Linked DNA regions of Oncorhynchus mykiss: region 1 is linked to region 2. A link is a contact called in public Hi-C data. All regions are on one chromosome and are shown on one strand. Each heading gives the region's core, a stretch centred on a gene start, on an enhancer-like site or on the middle of the called end of the contact. The rest is flanking DNA. Distances are from core to core; before and after follow the strand shown.

Region 1 (4,431 bases), core at 913-3,412, 180 kb after region 2:
GCCTCTTTTGCCACCTTTGTTGTGGGTAGTTGACTTTGTTAGTGGCCTGTGTAGCCAAAGTAAGTGTCACGGTTGTGGTATTCTTTGGTTTGTTGGTGACATTTATAAATAAAAATAAATGTACGCTCACCATGCTGCACCTTGGTCCGGTCGTTCCACCCTGACGACGTTCGTGACAATAACAAGGCTATATACAGAGGGTACTGGTACAGAGTCAATGTGTGGGGGCAGCGGTTAGTCGAGGGAATATGTACATGTAGGTAGAGTTATTAAAGTGACTATGCATAAATAATAAACAGAACAAAGAGTAGCAGCAGCGTAAAAGATGCGGGGGGGGGCGGGGCAATGCAAATAGTCTAGGTAGCCACTTGATTAGGTGTTCAAGACTCATATGGTTTGGGGGTAGAAGCTGTTAAACCTTTTGGACCTAGACTTGGCGCTCTGGTATCGCTTGCCATGCGGTAGCAGAGAGAACAGTCTATGACTAGGGTGGCTGGAGTCTTTGCCAATTTTTAGGGCCTTCCTCTGACACTGCCTGGTATAGAGGTCTTGGATGGCAGGAAGCTTGGCCCCAGTGATGTACTGGGCCGTACGCACTACCCTCTGTAATGCCTTGTGGTCGGAGGCCGAGCAGTTGCCATACCAGGCAGTGATGCAACCAGTCAGGATGCTCTCGATGGTGCAGCTGTATAACTTTTTGAGGATCTGAGGACCCATGCCAAATCTTTTCGGTCTCCTGAGGGGGACTAGGCTTTGTCGTACCCTCTTCACGACTGTCTTGGTGTGTTGGATCACGGTAGTTTGTTGGTTATGTGGACTCCCAAGGAACTTGAAGATCTCAAACAACTCAACTACAGTCCCGTCAATGAGAATGGGGACGCGATCGGTCCTCCTTTTCCTGAGGTCCACAGCCGTCTCCTTTGTCTTGATCACGTTGAGGGAGAGGTTGTTGTCTTGGCACCTCACGGGCCAGGTCTCTGACCTTCCTATAGGCTGTCTTGTCGTCGGTGATCAGGCCTACCACTGTTGTGTCATCGGCAAACTTATTGATGGTGTTGGAGTCGTGCCTGGCCATGCAGTCATGAGTGAACAGGAAGTACAGTCGTGGCCAAAAGTGTTGAGAATGACACAAATATGAATTTTCACAAATTTTGATGTCTTTAATATTTTTGTCAGAGGTTACTATGGAATACTAAAGTATAATTACATGCATTTCATAAGTGTCAAAGGCTTTTATTGACAATTACATGAAGTTGATGCAAAGAGTCCATATTTGCAGTGTTGACCCTTCTTTTTCAAGACCTCTGCAATCCGCCCTGGCATGCTGTCAATTAACTTCTGGGCCACATCCTGGCTGATGGCATCCCATTCTTGCATAATCAATGCTTGGAGTTTGTCAGAATTTGTGGGTTTTTGTTTGTCCACCCGCCTCTTGAGGATTGACCACAAGTTCTCAATGGGATTAAGGTCTGGGGAGTTTCCTGGCCATGGACCCAAAATATTCATATTTTGTTCCCCGAGCCACTTAGTTATCACTTTTGCCTTATGGCAAGGTGTATGCTGGAAAAGGCATTGTTCGTCACCAAACTGTTCCTGGATGGTTGGTAGAAGTTGCTCTCGGAGGATGTGTTGGTACCATTCTTTATTCATGGCTGTGTTCTTAGGCAAAATTGTCAGTGAGCAATTAATTGCAATTCATCTGATCACTCTTCATAACATTCTGGAGTATATGCAAATTGCCATCATTCAAACTGAGGCAGCAGACTTTGTGAAAATGAATATTTGTGTCCTCAAAACTTTTGGCCATGACTGTACAGTAGGGGACTGAGCATGTCTGCGTGTTATCCCTACTGCCTCTGATCTGGAGGACTCACTAACACAAATGCTTTGTTTGTAAATGAGGTCTGTGAGTTGTGGTGTGCACCAGGCTATATGTAAAAAATATGTCTTGTGCTAATTATAAGCAATTTGAAATAATTTATAATTTTTCTTTTGATACTTAAGTATATTTAAAACCAAATACTTTTAGACTTTTACTCAAGCAATATTTTTCTGGGTGACTTTCACTTTTACTTTAGTCATTTTCTATTAAGTTATCTTTACTTTTACTCAAGTATGACAATAGGGTGCTTTTCACCACTGATTACCACAACGCACTCAAATCTCAATTGAACTACAAGTACCAGAAGACAACGTTAACAAACGAGTCGAACACATCATTGGTCGAAGTGCAGGTGAGAGCACAGGTTGGCTAACTTGTAAGTTTTATTTTATTAATGTATAACATTGTAAGCTGTAGTTATTATATGTTAATTACAAATTGATATGACATTGTTTGCCAAGTAGTTAGCAGCAGTTAGACAGTTAACCGATATGTCAGCTGTTAGCTAGTAGTAAGCTAGCTGCTATTCGGCGAGTAGTAAGCTAGCTGCTAGTCGGCAAGTAGTTAGCTTTGGCCAACTTGCTAACTTAATGAATAATGTTAGCTAGTTTGTCTAGCTAGCTATATAATATGTGGAAACGAGGGGAATATCAGCTAAGGGTGTTAATGTTTTGTCTCTAACCAGCAGGTTTGACGGCTTTAGCTAGCTAACTTGACTTTGTAGCATGTGGTTAGCTAGCAAAATAGCTAGCTATGTCAACACTTTTGTGTGAAGGTGATGTAATCGTGTTGAAGTACGCAGCTACATGCAGCAGCAGGAGAGCGTTTAGCCATGACCGGGCTCTAAAAAGGGGCCACTAAGCTAACGTTAGGCAGTTTGCTCATGATATTTGTCTATACACTATAACGTACCTGTCACAGTAAAACCTGGCTCACAAATTGTCTTACCTACTAGAATTAGCTACCTGTGACAGGTAACGTTAACTAGACGGTTTTATTTTCCAACTAACTTTATCGCCATATGCTGATGGTAGCTAACTAGTGAGAATGGGTAGTTTATTTATGGTTTAGTACACTGCACATATATCTAGTTAGCAAACGTCAGCAATTGAGGAACTTGCATTGGGGCCTTAGCTTAGTCACAAAATAAGCATCACAGCTGATAGCATTGCAGAGAAAAGCAATTTTGGTCAACAAACCTACTTGATGAATTTGGCTAAATGTATTCATACATTTGATCATACTCTTTCCTCCTGTTTTGCTTTCCTTTTCAGTAAGGAAGGTGGGACATTGCTTTAGTTTTTGCCCAGCTCTTAAAGACTGAATCATGGACCAAGACAACAACTCCGAGGTAAGTTTGGGGACTGCTGGACATGGGTCACTGCATAATGCTTTGACAGCTGTTATTTTGATCATTTTAAAAAGGCACACAGAGTACAGCTTCACACACATCTGTTATGTCCCATACAGCTGTGTTATTTGAAGAACACAGCTCTATGCTGATCATAATACATTAAGCAAAACAAACATTCTTAGAATTTTGTCCCACTCCTGTACTAGCCTTGATGTTAATTGTCTAAGGATCAGTGTCACAATAAATCTGGCTACTAAGCCCTTGAGCACATTGACAAAATGTGTTCATTGACATGTACACTTTTAGAATGACTTAATGACTACATATGCTTTTTAACTTTTTTTTTAGGATGACTTGGTAGGTCCCTCTGAAGATGCGTCTGAAGAAGAGTCACTGCCTAGTCGTCCCCCTGGACTCTGTGAGTACCCTTATTTACGTAAAATGTATTTACTTTTCTCTCCGTCTGCTTGGCACCAAAAGCTTATATTGTTCACAATGCCCATGTGTGAGAAAAGGGGGAGCCGTCCTTTACTTTCCAAGCTTTGACACTACTATCCATGTTCTCTTAATGTCTGTGAAGTCCTCCCACAGCGATGTTATATTTGAAAGTCTGTTCTAACTTGTTTGTAACCTTTTATTTCAGTAGGCTACAACATGCACTGTTCACTCTACCCATATCTGACAATCACATTCCTTTGGCATAGTATGTTGTCTTTCCTGCCATCCAATTCAGTGATGTAGGAACTAAAGGTTCTTTCCGTTCTTGCCTTTGTCTTTTGCTCTTACTTGCTCTATTTCTCTCCCCTTCCACCTCTCCCTGGCTGGTTCCTTTATAGCGGACTCTGAGGCGGTGGAGCTGCTATGGCAGGTGCGTGCCCAGCGGCGCCAGTCTTCCCCAGAACTCCCTGAAACAGTCACCCGGCTGACTGCCCCGGATGGCAGCCTGCTCTACTTGGTAGGCACTGCCCACTTCAGTGACAGCAGCAAGAAGGACGTGGCCACGGTGAGCACAACAAATCTGACATGCAAGCATTAAGGGCTGTTTTCCTTGACACAGCTTATCCTAGCCAGTTTGGCCGGACAAATTTGAATTACTGTTTAACGGATGCCCCGCCTCACTTTCCTCCACACTGAAAAAAAAATATATATACATATATATATATGTATATGTGTATATATGTATATGTATGTGTAT
Region 2 (4,281 bases), core at 1,481-3,980:
CAGGGGATGGGTGGGTAGTTGGATGAGGAAACATGCAGTTTGCATAGCTAGACACTAGATTGTAATATGCAATAACCATTTTTAGTAGCATACATTACGCTGCGTATAGTATAGTTGATAATCATTTGATGAAGGAAAAGTTCAATGACAACATGACTGTGTGAACTTTGAATATGTAAAATAATAAGGGAATTTCTTTATAGTAGCCTAAGTCTTACTAGTCTGGAAATGTATGGTGAGACTAGATCTTTGACATAATGATAGAGGTTTGCAAACTGAGCACCAGGGTTCAGTGTTGCTCCAGGGATAAGCAGCACACAACTTCATCACAAAATGTACCAACAATACTCTCCTCAATCAAGTTAAAATCAAATCAATGTAATTTGTCACATACACAGTTTACAGCAGGTGGGAAAGGTGCAGTGAAATGCTTATGTGCTAGATCTTCAACACTGCAGTACATCAGTCAATAATAACAATAAAAAGAGTCAAGTAAAAAATAACAAGTAATAGAAGCGGTAGTATGCATTGTAATAATAGACTGTATAGAAATATAAAGTGGGTAGTAGTGTCTTGGTCACGCTGTAGAATAAATAGTATATAATAGAACATCAGGGTTGACTGTTGTGTGTGTGTGTGTGTGTGTGTGTGTGTGTGTGTGTGTGTGTGTGTGTGTGTGTGTGTGTGTGTTCAATCCCACAGATGTCAACAGTGCCCCATATCAGGACCAATTAAAGTTAGATGAGAAATAGTCTATGTTCCAATTATGTCTCTTTCCTCCCAAAATGTGCACTTGTTTACTTACCCTCGCTGATTTGAAAGGAAATGACTGGTATAAGAAATATGGTGGAACATTTGCCTGGCTACGCTTTCACATCGCTACGGCCAAGTGACGCTTCTCCACGATAAGTCTGGATTTGCCTCCCTCCCCGACGATTTTTAGAATGCAAAGACATTCTGCCCGTTCTTATTGGTCCCAGAAACCTAATAGCATCAAAGACAGTACAGTATGAAGATAGGCTAAAACTGCTTCTCCAATAGAAATCCCCGATCACACTTGTAGGTGATGTCATGGCGACGTTGGCTAGCTAAGGTCATGGGTAGAAACACATCATCGTGTCTAACGGTCGCCTCACGTCGAACTGCGCATGTGCAGGCCATCAAATCAAATGCTCTCCTTTGATATAAAGTTATTTTTTACAAAAAATTAAAATGTGTCAGTTTGTCACTCATGAGGTTGGAGTAATAACAACTTCAACTACTTAAGACATTGCCTGGAGTCTAGGTTGTGCCTTTAAATTTGGAAAAAATGAACAAATAAGGAAACATTTTTCACTTCTCTCATTGACTTCTCAAACCCCGGGCTGGTCTGTTTGGTTTCGCAAGCGTTCCTGGAATTCTCACAATCGTGGGCCTCTTGGTTTAGAAACTCTGTGATGATGTTGTCAACTTTGACACTTTGATTGGTTAGATTTGTTAGAGATGATCCAATCGCTGATTAATTTGTTTTGTACAACGCCCCTCATTTTGAAGTCGCACAAATGACTTCTAGGATGGCAGTTTCAGACTGAATGTATGTAGCAATCGATAGAGCAGCAGAGTTAAATTCAGGGTGAGTCATCGGACAAGTGGAACATCCCACTAGCCCATGCATCAACCAATCCAATGCTTTTACATTTGTGGGAATTTAGACTTCAGGAGATAGGTGATATTAAGATGCGCCCAAAGCTATCTATGGCATAGGGCTATCAATCAGCTCAGGGACATTTTCTGTTGTTACACATGTTGACATTCATAATATATTATGTACAGTGTAACCAACCTCTCTCGGTCTCTCTCTTTCTCCCTCTCTCATACATGCAGTTTGTGTGTGCCTGTAAAATTATAATTTTCAGCCTGTCTAAGGCTCTATCCACACACATGCGCGTGCGCATACACACACGCACACACACACACACACAGTCAATCAAATGCTGCATCTTTAGCATTTGATGCAGTATAACGTGCGACCTTGACAAAGAATGCAGATGTCTTCCTATCAATGAGCTCTAGCTATCTCCATGTAAGGGACGCAGACCACAGAGAGGGGATACATTATGCATGTCATCCATTATTAATAGTCTTGAGTCATGTTACCATCATTACTGGCAGAAAAAAATGTGTAAGGGACTTTACTATCCATAGCATGACACATTTGCTGCACTATGTGGATAACCACATTATCCAGTTTATCCAGTCCATTAGAATCAGACCATTAGCAATGATGTTTGACATGTTCAAATTACAGAAAATAAAATAACTGTGGTGTTCCTCTGCCCAGGCTTTGCTGATGCATGCCAGATTTTACAACGCTTGGAAAGGTATTTAGGTATAAAATACCCACATCATATATTATAGCAATCTGTCAGTCAATGACACAATCGATGAAGTAGCGCGCAACCATTGGTTAATGCAGGGGAACTCGACCATAGCTTACCTTATGAAGTTATATTTTCCAATATAAGCTAACAATTAAATAAAGAATATTACATTAAAAATAATTCTATAGGTATTTAATATTCACTTCTCCTATGGGCTGTACATTGAACTGAGTAGCCTAATCTAAATTAATAGATGGAGGCGGTCCTAATTCAAAAACTCAGTTTTCCCGAGAGGTTATTGGCCGTTTAAAGCGCTCTATTCTCCATAGCCCCGCCTCCATCTATCAGGCTCTTACTGCGTAAAATACAGACCACTGTAGCTGCACGATGTGCTACGATGCAACGACTTTGAAGTTTTAGTTTGGACTGGGGAATAGCAAGTTGATGTTTTTTCAATTGAAGGCAACAGGATAAAGGTTTAATCTTCAGAATACATTGCACTAGGGCTTTAATTGCATTCATTTAATTTTATTAGGCGACGTTTTGTGCCATTAATTCCAAAGCCCTCTTTACAGTATGAGGTGCAGTTATGGCAAGGAGTAGTAATAAGTCAGTTACGAGGACCCTGGAGGATTTGACGCTTGATTCGGGTTATGGTGGAGCAGCGGACTCCTTCAGGTCTTCCAGTGCTTCACTGTGCTGTTCCGAGGCACATATACCGTATGCGCATGGGGCGAATTTCTGGCATTTAACCGACTCCATGCACAGTCGCCACAACAGCCTAGACACTGTCAACACCGTCCTGGTCGAAGACGCCGAGAACCTGGAGTGCTTCGGTCAGTGCGCTAAACTACCCGAGCTAGAGGACGTGCCATGGAGCCTCGGGGAAGTAGAGAGCGCACTAAACAAGGACGAAGAGTTGAGACTGGGGGTCGTGTCACAGGAGATCCTGGCTAGGCTCTCGGTCCTCATCAGCCGTGCGCTCGTGAGGGTCGCGAAGGAAGCGCAGCGCCTGAGTTTGCGCTATGCCAAATGCACCAAATATGAGATTCAAAGTGCAGTTAAGGTTGTCATGTCTTGGTCTGTCTCTGTGAACTGCATCACAGCGGCACTCAGTGCATTGTCCATGTACAACATGAGCACTGAGGACAAGTTCAGCCGCGGAAAGTCGCTCCGGTGCGGACTAATTTTTAACGTGGGGAAGTTCTTCAGGTGGATGGTGGACAGCCGGGTTGCGGTGAGGATCCACGAGCACGCGGCCATCTACCTGACAGGGTGCATGGAGAGTCTTTTCCGAGAGGTGTACGCGCGGGCACTGCGCAGCGCACTCGTGGAAAAAGATAACGGGATCCCTAAGTTCACAGTCGAGTCCCTCGAACAGGCCATCAACAACGACTCGGAGTTATGGGGGTTCCTGCAGCAATATCAACACCTCATTTGTGGGAAGAATGCGAGTGGTAAGTTGTGTACCTATTAATTAAGTTCTGTGACGCATCAACCTTGCGCGTAATTTTAACGTATTATTTGTTATTGTGCCAAAAACAGTGAAGTGATATCACCGGCTGTAATATAGTCATTATCAAGTTAGCAGTTCACTCTCGCATACAACATTTGCGTTGGACAGGGGTGGAGGGATAACATGACCTCACATATGAATTATGTATTTGTTCCCGTGTCTGTCTGACGTGTCAGGATCATCCTGGGTAACCTCATTGTTGAGTAACTGTATTCAAATGTTCTATGCTGACGTACAAGCATAGAGGGGCCCCAACAGACACTGACGTTACATGCTTTCGCAATGGCTGTTTCTCAACAACAACAACAAAAAAATCTAATTTCAACATAAGCTCTTGCCTTCAGACTTCTCAATTGGTCTTCCATGCTGCAATATATTTCATCAGTTGTAATCTAATGTAATAAT

What was found. Hi-C and Micro-C count contacts between places; a contact is called where the count stands out from the background.
Region 1: a contact with region 2 is called in a Hi-C map of blood, with 10 times the contacts expected there. The contact joins the promoter of trabd here to the promoter of btbd11b in region 2. A contact is called at or near these places in 2 of 3 Hi-C or Micro-C datasets (blood and liver).

What each region holds. Positions count from the first base shown.
Region 1 is chr1:41,642,580-41,647,010 of USDA_OmykA_1.1, forward strand. trabd (traB domain-containing protein) reads left to right here and starts at 2,163. Exons shown (of 10, transcript XM_021601368.2): 1 at 2,163-2,234; 2 at 3,157-3,233; 3 at 3,585-3,654; 4 at 4,073-4,239. The coding sequence starts at 3,210.
Region 2 is chr1:41,459,986-41,464,266 of USDA_OmykA_1.1, forward strand. It overlaps btbd11b (ankyrin repeat and BTB/POZ domain-containing protein BTBD11-B), which reads left to right and starts at 2,731. Exons shown (of 16, transcript XM_036977566.1): 1 at 2,731-3,817. The coding sequence starts at 2,950.